2 separate regions of the Neogale vison genome follow, and region 2 is linked to region 1. A link is a contact called in public Hi-C data. All regions are on one chromosome and are shown on one strand. Each heading gives the region's core, a stretch centred on a gene start, on an enhancer-like site or on the middle of the called end of the contact. The rest is flanking DNA. Distances are from core to core; before and after follow the strand shown. Region 1 holds the start of FAM220A (protein FAM220A). Region 2 holds the start of AIMP2 (aminoacyl tRNA synthase complex-interacting multifunctional protein 2).

The links. Hi-C and Micro-C count contacts between places; a contact is called where the count stands out from the background.
Region 2: a Hi-C map of fibroblasts shows a contact between it and region 1, with 3 times the contacts expected there. The contact joins the promoter of AIMP2 here to the promoter of FAM220A in region 1. A contact is called at or near these places in 2 of 3 Hi-C or Micro-C datasets (fibroblasts and muscle).

What each region holds. Positions count from the first base shown.
Region 1 is chr14:6,436,362-6,442,824 of ASM_NN_V1, reverse strand. It overlaps FAM220A (protein FAM220A), which reads right to left and starts at 5,089. Exons shown (of 3, transcript XM_044233837.1): 1 at 4,732-5,089. The coding sequence starts at 4,917.
Region 2 is chr14:6,714,413-6,720,586 of ASM_NN_V1, reverse strand. AIMP2 (aminoacyl tRNA synthase complex-interacting multifunctional protein 2) reads left to right here and starts at 1,949. Exons shown (of 4, transcript XM_044233834.1): 1 at 1,949-2,052; 2 at 5,662-5,868. The coding sequence starts at 2,038. It overlaps PMS2 (mismatch repair endonuclease PMS2), which reads right to left and starts at 1,774. Exons shown (of 15, transcript XM_044233844.1): 1 at 1,672-1,774. The coding sequence starts at 1,694.

The DNA.
Region 1 (6,463 bases), core at 3,840-6,339:
TGCTCCTACACCTCTCAGTCTGAAGCTCCTTCTTCATGGACCAGCCTCCTCCTGTTCTAGAACAAGCCAGGCTTGCATCCGCTGTAGGGCCTACTCTCCACAAAACAAGATACACCTCTAACTCAGACATCTCCCCATCCCCAAGGCTTAAAGCCCTCACCGCTGATTTCAAAAACTTTTGTTCAGGGGCGCCTGGGTGGCTCAGTCATTAAGCCTCTGCCTTCAGCTCAGGTCATGATCTCAGGGTCCTGGGATCGAGCCCCGCATCAGGCTCTCTGCTCAATGGGGAGCAGCTTCTCCCTCTCCCACTCCCCCTGCTTCTGTTCCCTCTCTTGCAGTCTCTATCAAATAAATGAATAAAATCCTAATAAAAAAAAAAAGCTTTTGTTCAAATGCCACCTAATCAACGAAGCCCACCTGCTTTATTTACAAGGCAACCAGTTCTTCCCGCCCACCTACACTCCTGAACTCTTTTATTTCACTGGAATGAACGAATACAGATTTTTTAAGTGACAGGTGAACACAAAGACAGGGAGTTGTGGATTGACAAAGTCTATCAGAAAGGAGACTATGACAGAGCGGTCAGAACCAGGGGAGAGAGCCCGCACACACAGAGGAACCAGAGGAAGCTTCCCCGGCCTGGCTAGCGCAGATCACTCCAGGGCAGTGTGGCCCATGTCACGGTAGACAAGGACATTGCTCAGTGTGACAACGATCATCCACCTTCACCATGTCCTTTCTCTAACCTTTCTGAGGCCTTCTTTTTTTTCCCCCCTTGGGGACAGGAGCAGAGGGACACAGAGAGGATCTTAAGTAGGCTCCATACCCAGCTCAGGGCTCTGAAAATCCTAAGGTCATGGTCTGAGCTAAAATCAAGAGTCAGAGACACTTAACCAACTAAGCCACCCAGGCGCCCCTGAGACCTTCCTTTTTTTTTGGAGACCTTCCCTTTTAATCGTTTATAAATCTAGGTGACCTGAGCCCAAGATACTTGATTCTTCCCTCAGGCAGCATAACTGAAAAGTTGGAGGCATAACCAGTTACATAGGTTCTCCGCACAGTCTATCATCTTGTTTTTACTAATTTTAATTTTTTTTTTTAAGATTCTATTTATTTACTTGCCAGAGAGAGAGCACGGGAGAGAGAGCATAAGACCACAAGACGGGGAGCTACAGGCAGAGGGAGAAGCAGGCTTCCCACCGAGCAAGGAGCCCGATTTGGGACTCATCCCAGGACCCTGGGATCATGACCTGAGCCAAAAGCAGATGCTTAACCGACTGAGCCACCCAGATGTCCCACTATTTTTAACTTAGTATTTCATACAGATTTTCATTTTTCTACTTGTATTTTGGATTCTGCATAAGTAGGATGCTAATGACTCTAGCAGATTAAGGCTGCTTACAAATTTTTTTTTCAGAATTTTTAAAATTTATTTTTTCTTAGGCTTCCAAACAGTATTTTATATTTTTATTTTTTGCAAACAATATTTTAAAATCATAAAGCTCCTAGGTTTACAAAGCTCTTTTGCATCTGTTTTCTCATTTAATCACCTTGCATGTTAAAGAGGTATCAATCTCCTGAGAAGGTCTGCAAACGATGCAGACGTCCTAAGTAAACACACGGGACATAGCATCCTTTAGTCCAGCACCTACCATGCAGAGGCTGGGGACACAGTGTGGTGAGTAAAAAGGCAGCCACCTCAGCTGTCCTCTTACTTGGATGCTATTTCCCATGGCACTTCCCTTTACAAGAGGCCAGAGTAATTAAACCCTTAAATCAGATTAATTTAATTAGTGATTTTCCACAAATGAACAGCAACTCTAAACCTGCAAGGGCATTTTAAGTAGCAGATTAACTATCAGAGTAAAGAAGAGATACACCCCGCTCCCACCCTCTCCCCGCCTCAGCACGTGAAGTGACTGCCGTGGCACCTGAGTTCTTAGACAGCCGCCAACGACCCTGGTGACCACTCTGTGCTCCCCTGCCCCCACCACACCCCTCACCTAACAGCCCACACGCTACCCCTATAGCTCAACTCCTGGGCTGTGCTGCACCTGGACGGCTAATCCAGGTCACGTACTGTCAAGTACACCAAGTCACCCATTACGGGCTTTTGGGATTGGTGAGCACTGAGTCCTTCTGACAGCTCAAACCACTCCAAGTAAAGTTAATTTCCCTCCTCCTAAATACATCTACTCTCAATCATTACGGTGCAAATTCCTTATTATGAAATTTGTACTTGAATAACTGTTCCTGAGGTTTTCAAACAACTACAAACAACTGTGAGATTTGGAAACCCTAAGCATCACATTAGAAATGGAGTCCTTTATTCCTTATTGCTTATGGAACAAGCAAGCCTTCAGTACTCTTGCAATGAAGAGAGCAAAAGTGCAAGATCACATGGATTTGGTGATCATGCACATCCTGAAATCAGAAATGAAGTGTGAAACTGTACCAAATGACTGAACCAAAGGAAGAACAGCTTGTCCAAATGCCCAGGGGCAGATAGGCAGAGAGTAGTAAGGAAACTGTGGGAAAGAACAGTAAACAAGAAGCAACCCAAGTAAGAAGTTAGAGAGGTGGGCAAAAGCCAGATCTGCAGGATAAAAATATGTGTGAAGTGCCTCCTGTGGGCAACGAGAAGCAGTTTTGTTCTGTTGTTTTGTGGGAAAGGACACCTATGTTTAAAAAAAAAAAAAAAAGACTTCTCTACTGCCCGGTGGGAAATAGATGGTCCACGTGAGTGATTATGGTGGTCTGGATTAGAGGGTAGTCATATACAAGTAAAGGAATGTATGACAAAGGTGATTTTTTTTTTTAATGTACAAAACATGGTAATTTTTTTTTCAAAACATGGTAATTTTTACCATTATGTACTAGCTTTTCTCTTACAGTAGTTCTTGTAATTCTGCATGTGACTGCAAAGCATTAATGCAATTCTAGACAAAAAGTTCCAAACTAGGAGCTTGGGGGGGGGGGCAAATGCAGACGTGTTTTGGCCACAAAGTTTACTTTCTTTTTTTTTTTTTTTTTTAAGATTTTATTTATTTATTTGACAGAGAGAAATCACAAGTAGTCGGAGAGGCAGGCAGAGAGAGAGAGGGAAGCAGGCTCCCTGCTGAGCAGAGAGCCCGATGCGGGACTCGATCCCAGGACCCTGAGATCATGACCTAAGCCGAAGGCAGCGGCTTAACCCACTGAGCCACCCAGGCGCCCCCACAAAGTTTACTTTCTTAAAACTTGAGTTAATATGGTATCTAAAAATTAGTATTTCCAATTCCTCTTGAAAAACACTAGATCTAGCGAACAACTGTTGGCTAGTGGCAACTGGCTAGAGCACAGGCTTTCTGGTTTCCCCCAATCGCCACACCCAGCACCTTTAACTCGTTCCTACTACCTGCTAGAAAAAGATTTCACTTTTCCACTCTTCCATTCTGGTACTTCCACTTAGGGGTGCCAGAACCCCTTGTTCAAATAAAAGTATCCCAATTTGGATCTTAGAACAGAAAGGCAGGTTCATCTCATCTCACCTTAACACAATTTTGATCAAGAACTGATTTTAAGGGGCGCCTGGGTGGCTCAGGTCATGGTCTCAGGGTCCTGGAATCGAGCCCCACATCGGGCTCTCTGCTCAGCAGGGAGCCTGCTTCCTCCTCTCCCTCTGCCTGCTTCTCTGCCTACTTGTGATCTCTGTCAAATAAATAAATAAAATCTTAAAAAAAAAAAAAAAAACAACTGGTTTTAAGTAGCCATCACGAGTGATTAGCACCAAAACCCAAGGGTCCAGGTACAGAGACAATTCCATGCTGATACAATCAAACCAGAGGGGACAAAAAGGACAACACCTGCATGGTCTCAACAGCCCTGTCCCAGCACTCAGCCTTCCTCATTCTGCACATGAGGGAGCCACACAAGTACTGTCAGACAGGAAGCTCCGTGAGGGCAAGAACCTGTCCCTCCTCCATCCAAGCCCGCGCCAGGCACTCCAACAGGAGCTCGGCATCTGGCCATCTATGATACACTTATAAAGGAAAATTCTCAATCCGACGACTTTTCATCCCACTAGAAAAAGACATCTGTAATTACCACGGGATGAAGGAACGTCATTTACAACAAAGGCGATCTCCAGGGTGCTGAGTGTGTGTCCACTTTCTCACATCTGAATAGTTTCGGGACTCTGAAACCTTTTGCGTCTCTGCCCCTTCCACCTCATTTTGCCTCCTCTTCAGCCTCACCCCGCTTCCATTCCGAACAGGATTAATCAGATACAGCTATCAAAATACTAACTCATTTTAGGGATCAAAAATAATTTGTTGAAGAGCTTCGTAAAGTTTGGCAACTAGCAAAGTCAACCACAAACCCATCTCGCAAACCCAACCATATATAATTTTCTGGGCAAAATTTCCTCTTCAGGGCCTTTCCACCGGTGCCAGTTTCCACCATCCCCGCGGACCCCACGCCCCAGCTGTACAGCCTCAGCCTCGGGAAGCCGCTCCACCCCGCCCCCAGCCTCATTTGCAGAACGGGGAACAACAATAACCTCAGCGGGTTTTCCTCCCGTGGGGTTGCAGGAGAAAGGCACAGTGCCTGGCATACACTCAGCATCCAGCTTGGCAGCTCCTGTCAGCATCCTCGCCGTCCCGGGCGGGCTGGGCCGGGCCCCGGGGGGCGGACCGGCACTCGGGGAGGGTCGGGGGAAAAGGGCCAGCCAGGCAGGCGCGGCTCACTCACCTGCAGGCGGACGTTGAGCATCATGGAAGCCACGATGTAGAGGTAGGGGAAGTTGATGCGCAGCCGCCAGGCCAGGTCGAAAAAGATGAGCAGGGTGCGGGTCAGCCCCTTGCAGAAGACCCCATAGGAGCGGGCGGCGGCCGAGCGCGAAAGGCGGACAGCCAGGCCCGACAGAGCCGCCGCCATATAGACCGGCGCCCGCCGCCCGCTGCCGCGCACCGACCGGCCACGGACCCGGACCGCCCGGAGCTCCGAAGCCCGCCCGCCCTCTCCGCGCCGCGTTGCCCCCGGGCCTCCACCCCGGCCACTGGGCCGCGCTCGGCGCGCTGAGGGAGCGAGGGAGGCGGTGGCGAGGTCGGGGGCGGGCGGGCGGCGGGAGGGTAGTCAGCGCGTCACACTCCGGGAAGCGCCTCCGCGAGACGCCGCCTGGTCCAAGCCTGGCCGCGGGGCCTGACGTCACAATGCCCGCGCCGCGCCTGCGCATCTCTGTCCCGCCCCCTACCCCGCCCCCTGTCACCTTCCGCAGGTGAGACGCGCATGCGTGGGCGAGGCGGGGGCGGGATGCTCCGGCAGAGCCGCGATGCGTTGTCTCCGTCTGCCCCCTAATGGTCAGGCGGAAAATTAAAACAAACGAGAAGGTGAACAGTGAATTTGAATTACAATGTACAATGTCAATGTCCTTAATAACGGGGAACTGTACACTTAAAAACTGTTAAAATAGGCAGCTCTTTTTGCCCACGGGTCCTTTCCCGTGCTTTAATCAAGCTACCTTTTTGCACCTAAAAAAATCAATCAAAATAAAACAGTTAAAATAGCAAGTTTGATGTTATATATATCTAACCAGAATTATAAAAAGCAAACAAAGAGAGGCTTCCTGGGGCGGGGGGGCAAAACATGCTCCCCATGTAGATGTTTTCAGGACCCCTGCCATTGTTGTTCAGTGTTGACTTAGGTAAAATTTAATCTTTAATAATTTTGCCCGTCACTGAAAGTCTGGGAATTTGGTACAGGTGAGGAAAAAAGAGTTTCACTGATGAAATTAAAAGCAAATCTCAAGCCTTTTAAGAAAGCAACAGTGTGAAAAATTGATTTAAGTGTAAAAATTCTTTGCTCTGAAATGGGTTTGCAATAACAATCATTATTGCATTAAATAACTTTTAGAAGTCATTTAAGGGGAGCTTCAAGGTGCATCTGACTCTTGGTTCCCCTCAGTCCTGGTATCCAGTTGTGGTCTCTGGGTTGTGAGATCCAGTCCTGCACACTGCCCAGAGTGCTGAGTCTGCCGGGGTTTCATTACTGCTCCCTCTTCCCCTCCCTCTCATGATTTCTCTCTTTCTAAAATAAATAGAACTTTAACTTGAAAAAAAAGTCTGGGGCGCCTGGGTGGCTCAGTGGGTTAAGCCTCCACCTTCAGCTCATGTCATGATCTCAGGGTCCTGGGATCAAGTCCCCCATCGGGCTCTCTGCTCAGCAGGGAGCCTGCTTACCACCCCCTCTCCCCCACAGCCCTCCCCCCTCCCCGCCTGCCTCTCTGCCTACTTGTGATCTCTCTCATCCTGTCAATTAATAAGTAAAATCTTTAGTGGGGGGGAAGAACACCTAGGCGGCTCAGTCAGCTAAGCATCTGCCTTCTGCTCAGGTCATGGTCCTGGGGTCCTGGTATAGAGTCCCACCTTATGCTCCTTGCTTAGTGGGGAGCCTGCTACTCCCTTTGACTGCTACACCCCCTCCT
Region 2 (6,174 bases), core at 700-3,199, 280 kb before region 1:
CATCAAAAAAACCTTCTGAATAGATACTTCCAATGCAATAGATATTTAGAAATTTAGTTATGCTGGGATCTACATGGAGGAAACACATGTATCCCTCCACCAATGGGTCAATAATCTTCGGCGACAATGGGCTCTTCTTCTGAAAAGTGAAAGCAACACTTCTCCCACCAGTGGAAAACCCAACAGCATATTGGGAAATACACAGTGTTTATGTGAAAACCAAAACCATCTTAGAAACTGGGTACCTGTTGTATATCTATTTTCATAGGAGCCTTTGACTCTCCCCTCCAAGTCTAGCCTGACAGCTGCTGCTTTAGCAAAAACCCCCAAAGTTCTTGGCCTACCTACCTTAAGAGTTTCACAACCAATCTGTTTCTACTCTCTCCCTATTCCTACCCACCCTCCATGCTACCAGTTACTTAAGAAATCACAGATCTGGACAAGTAACTTCTCTGCCTAAAAAATCTACAAGTATAGGGGTGCCCGGCTGGATTATTTGGAGGAACATGTGACTCTTGATCTCGGGGTCCTGGGTTTGAGCCCCATACTGGGTGCAGAGATTACTTGAAAAATAAATTAGTTAATTAAGTAAACTTTGGGCGGGGGAATCTACTAGCATCCCATTATCTGTTATATGAAAATCCAGTCCTATGCAAAACTGGACCCAAATCTACTTTTCTCTCGTTCCCTCCAATCCTCCGTTCACCAACTCCCCTATATTCTAGTTATAACAAACTGTTAATATCACAAGCTCTTTTAGACACTGCACCTTGTCCATACAGGTCTGTCTAGACCGTTCCCCTCTTCCTCCTCTGCCTTGCAAACTCCTGCTCATCCCAAGAACATATTCCTTATGTTCATTAGTTTAGCAATTTTTTTGTAAGAGGCTTAATTGATAATGTGGCTTTAAGAGAACCCAGGAGCCTCCCTGCGAGAGAAATCTTTGGGTAGTCGCCCACAACTGCTAACACACAGCAGACCCTCAATAAACCTTGTAAAACAAGCAACAAATATCTTTACTCCTCGTTCTACCTTGCAAAAAACTTCTCTCAGGTTTCTCTTAAATGTGGAAACTGCAGATGGCAACACAAAATGGAAAGAAGTGTCTCTGACACTTACTTAGTCGGCAACACACCATAGGTCACAAGTCCACTTCCGATATTTATTTGGAGGACGGGGGATGAAATATTTAAACACGGACAGCGAATTTGCAAGACTAGCCGGGACACTCGCCCCTCCGAACGGGGTTAGTAAACAGCAATGATATGCTCAAGGAGATGCCAAACTTCTGCATTTTTGAAACCTGTGCGGCTATGCAAATTAGCAGGCTTTGAAGCCTCCCCAAATAATCTCAATTTAAAACAAAAAAAGAGAAAGAGAGAGAGAAACCAGGTAGAAAAGAAGTGAGTTCAGTTTCCTGGGATGTCGTGCTCCCGCTGCCAGTCGCCGGGCACGTCCAGGAGTCTAGGCAGAGCCTGCCGGATCCCCCCGCCGACCCCGACCGCAAAGCGCCCTCCAAAGGGCAGCGGGTCCGGGGAGCGCCGAGGAGCCCGCTCCGGGGCCTCCGCGGGCTCCCCAGCGCCGCGGTCTCCTTCCCTCCCTTCCAGGGCTCTGGAAAGACGTGGGCATCGGGGATGGCGACCGCGAGGGGACACCGCACGCATCGCTCACCTCGGCCCTTCCGCTAGCTCCATGGATCCAGAACCCGACCCGCCTACCCGACTCGAGACAGTTCCCGCTGCAGCTCCCACGGAGGCTCCGCCTCCCTGCCGCCCATTGGCTGCTTCGGACACCGTGCCCCGCCCCTTCCGGATGGGACCTCCGTCGCTTCCCACACCCCCTTCTTGCCGATTGGTTGTGTAAAAAGTCGAGGCTGTGACGTCCAGAGGGCGCGGGCCAATTAGACCGCACGGACTGCGCTTTCCCGAAAGGCCGCAGCGGGATCGGAAAGGCGGTGGCTGCGGACTCTCGTGGTGTCCGACGGTTTCTGAGCGTTCGTGTCCCTCACCCGCGCCCTTCCGTTCTTCGGCTCCCAGGATGCCGATGTACCAGGTAAAGCCTTATCACGGTGGCAGCGCGTCCCTCCGTGTAGAGCTTCCCACCTGCATGTACCGGCTCCCCAACGTGCACGGCAGGACAGGCAGCCCGGCGCCGGACGCAGGCCACGTGCAGGTAGGACAGCGCGGCCCAGCCCCGCCCTCCACCCGGTCTGAACGTACTTCCCCCCCCACCAGCTGGTCCAGTGCGCAGGCGCCTGGTCTCATCCGCCCATCTCCCACCCAGTGCGCAGGCGTCATGGCCGGGCAAGTGGGGTTGAGGACGTGGGGGACCTGGGATCCGACCTGGCGGCAATACCCCGACCCGACGCTTGCGTCAGCTCCGTGTGCGCGTTCTGTTTATTAAAGAGTTAGTTCTCTTGTATCTGTTTCTGTTTCCGCTTATGGCTACTAAAGCTTTTCTGTTGCCAAATTGTAACCACAGAAGAGTGAGGATCACGTTATTTTGAGGAATTCTAAAGCGAACCCCATAGTCACCCAAGTTAACAGGACGTTGTCAGCGCCCCGAGTGCCCGGCCTCGGTGGTCCGTGTGTCCTGAGTCTGCGCCCCGCCCTTTTGGGCTGCATTCCGCCGAGCTGGCTCCCGGGGCCGCTGGGGGCGGGTCAGCCTCCGTGAGCGGCGAGCTGTGCTGTAGACCGGGGGCGTGCACGGGAGCGGGGACTAGGGGTAGGATTGCCGGCTGCCGGGGTAGGGGGGTGCGGGGCTGTGTTCACCTGGACCGGGTAAAACGCCTCCCCGAGCGGCGGGTGTGCAGGTCTGTGTGCTCCTCGGCCGTGGGCGCGGAATTCCTGGTGCTTGCACCCTCCCTAACGCTGGTAGGTGCACCGTGGGAGCCCCATGTAGTTTTTAGTTCAGGTTTTCCAGACTTCTCAATCACTGGAGAGCGCTTTGTCGCATTGGCTGGTCATTTTGGTGGTCTCTTTTGTAAAGTGTCTGCCCAAGCCTTTCTGGTTTTCATTGGCTGCAAATTGCACGTCTTGGGTTTACAAGCTTAGGTCCGTTCCGGCTGAAGAGGCGGGAACAGGTGATTTTTGTAGTCCATTTTCTCTTGGGGTGTTATCCTTCGATTAAGTTGGCTGCAGACCCAGGGCTACAACTCACAACTCTAGATCACCACCTGAGCTGAGGTACTAACTGAACCACCCAGGGGCCCCCTCCTTCACTTTGTCTTGCATCTTCTGCGTAGATTGGAAGGCTGGTGGTTGGGTTACTTGGCAAACAGTGACACAGTTGTTGTCTCATGAGGGAGCTAAGACAGAAATAGCACCACCATCCACAGCCATTCAAGTGCACCGCCTCAGGGAACTGAAAACAAAACCCAGACCCAGAGTGTTTTGATACCGAGTCCATTGGGTTTTGTTTTTTTGGTTTTTTTTTTTTTTTTTTTGAATGTGCTGCTTAATTTCCTTAGCCTTTTTTTTTTTTTAAAGAACTGTTTTCTTTTTTTTTAAGATTTTTATTTATTTATTTGACAGAGGTCACAAGTAGGCAGAGAGGCAGGCAGAGAGAGAGGGGGAAGCAGGCTCCCTGCTGAGCAGAGAGCCTGATGCGGGGCTCGATTCCAGGACCCTGGGATCATGACCCGAGCCGAAGGCAGAGGCTTAACCCACTGAGCCACCCAGGTGCCCCTCCTTGGCCTTTCAACTGTGAGCTTCTAACTTAGACACCCAGGCCCACTTGTTTAGCAGATAACAATATAGACAAATAATTAGAAATCAAGCATATCACAGGCAGATAGGAGCAACACGAAGGATAAACTGTTTCTGAAATGCATATAAAAGAAATGGATAAACACAGTATGCCCAGTCATGATCTAATCTGAGCAGGGAAACAAGGGAAGGGGTACAGGTAAAGCAGATGTCGAGCATTTCCTCATTCTTTACATCAGGACGGGTAAAACCAAGCTGTCCGGGGCTCCCAGTCCCAGGCCACGTTACAAACGCAGGATTTGTTTCACGCATCATTTACTGTGCTGACTGGGGTGGGGAATCCAGTAGGTACTTCCTTGCCCGGGTTCATCAGGGATCCTACTCCCGTTTGTAGAATTGAGCAAGCTTGTGCACATAGTGCACAAATCAGACCAGCTAAAAGGGACTGGAATGCTCCTCGAGGACTGTCACCGAGGAACAGACAGATACTACACATGAGCAGCCCTGCCTGTCACACCCTGCACCCAGACTTATTTCCAGTCAGCACCTAATTAATTCCTTGGCACGCTGAAGTAACTCTTGATGCTTCTTTGCTTTCCCTACAGGTCAGCATCTTACATTTCTTTGCTGTTGGTCTTAAACAAGAGCGGCAGGCTAGGGGAGGTGAGAAAGTGCAGATTAGGAGAAGAGGGAGGAGTGTCCCAGGTAAAGAAAACAGAATAAAAGCCCTGTGGCAGATGGGGACATGGTGCGTTTTAGGGACCCAAAGGACAGCACAGCGAGTGGAGAGCACAGGGGGAGCGTTTTGGAGAGCAGATGGCCAGAGGACAGGTCACACAGGTATTTCTCAACCCTAGTTAAGGGCTTTGCTTTTCAGGCAAGGAGCCTATGAGGTTAACGAGGAAGAGCAGTTATGTGATCCACATTTGTTTTCATCTCTCTGGCTGCCATCTTAGGAGTGGATTGGAGAGGTGACCAGTGGAAGCAGGCCAAGTGAAAGTGGTGTCTTGAACTTGGGCAGTGGCAGCTGAGGCAAGCTTAGAAGCCATTGGATTCCAGGGGCTCCTGGATTAAGCCTCTGCCTTCAGCTCAGGTCATGATCTCAGGGTCCTGAGATTGAGCCCCGCATTGGGCTCCCTGCTCAGCAGGGAGCCTGCTTCCCCCTCTCTCTGCCTGCCTCTCTACCTGTGATCTCTCTCTCTGTCAAATAAATAAAATCTTTAAGAAATAATAAAAAATAATAATAATGTAAGTCTGTAGAGATCTGAGATTTTTTTTCCTCAGCAAATGTTATTGGTTACTTTGTAGCAGTCACTATACCAGGCAAGAAAGATGCAAAGATTGACTGAACAAAGGACGTAAGCATTCCATACTTCAGAAGTTCTACATTTCAGCAGTGAAAAAGTTCTGGATGATTCTAAGGTAGAAGAGTGCCAGTACTGTGTGGAAAATGATGTGGAGAAATTGATCATCTGACCCCATGGACTTACATTCCCAAGTCAAATGACACATTTTGTTCAGTCTCCTCATGGTCCCTTTTCCCTTCAATTGGTATAAATTGCTAAGTTACATTCTCATTGTCCCCTCAGTGCTTTTCTATTTGTTAAATAAGCAAAGTATTTTGAACTGATTTGACATTAAGAATAAAGAACAATGATTTGGGTTCATTTTCCATGCTCTGTTCTTAAATTACCTGAAGTACGAGTCCTACAACTTCAAAATGGCTTTGAGTCACGTGTTTTAATGTTTTAAAGCATTTGGGATCCCTTTGGGATCCCTTGGCAGGACCTCTTGGACTACGGGAAAAACGAGATGATTCTGCTGCCTCGTTTTACTCTCTTTTCAGAGATGGGGGGGTTGATGAATTCATAGAATTCAGTAGAAGACAACTGATCAAATTTGAACACTGGCCTGATATTAGAGGAAATGAACGTTTTGATGTTGGTTTGTTTAGGAAGGATCTGACCCTTCTCTTCAAGCTCTTGAATCCCGCCAAGATGACATTTTAAAACGACTCTACGAACTGAAAGCTGCCGTTGATGGCCTCTCCAAGATGATTCAGACACCAGATGCAGATGTGGATGTAACCAACATAATCCAAGCTGATGAGCCCACTGCTTTCTCAACCAGCGCATTGGACTTAAATTCAGTGCTCGGAAAGGTGAGTCTGTCTGGAGATCTGTAGAGAACGCCAGCAGCTAGGTTGTTGTTAGTGCTGGAAAACTGTGCTCATGTGATTCAAGCTTTGGTTTTCTAGTTCTCAAAGGTGGTACAGAGAGCATGTTCTTTCTTCCTCCCCTAAATGATCGTGCCTTTGCACAGAAGAGATTTGTGAGCTATGAGCGAAGCCAAAGCAAGTTCTAAAGCTGCTTGACTTCTCAGACCCACTGGAGAAGAACTGGGAAGATCCCTAGGCAGGGAGAGGAGTTGAGTTTCAGCTCCCCACCATTCCAGGCAGTGTGTGACG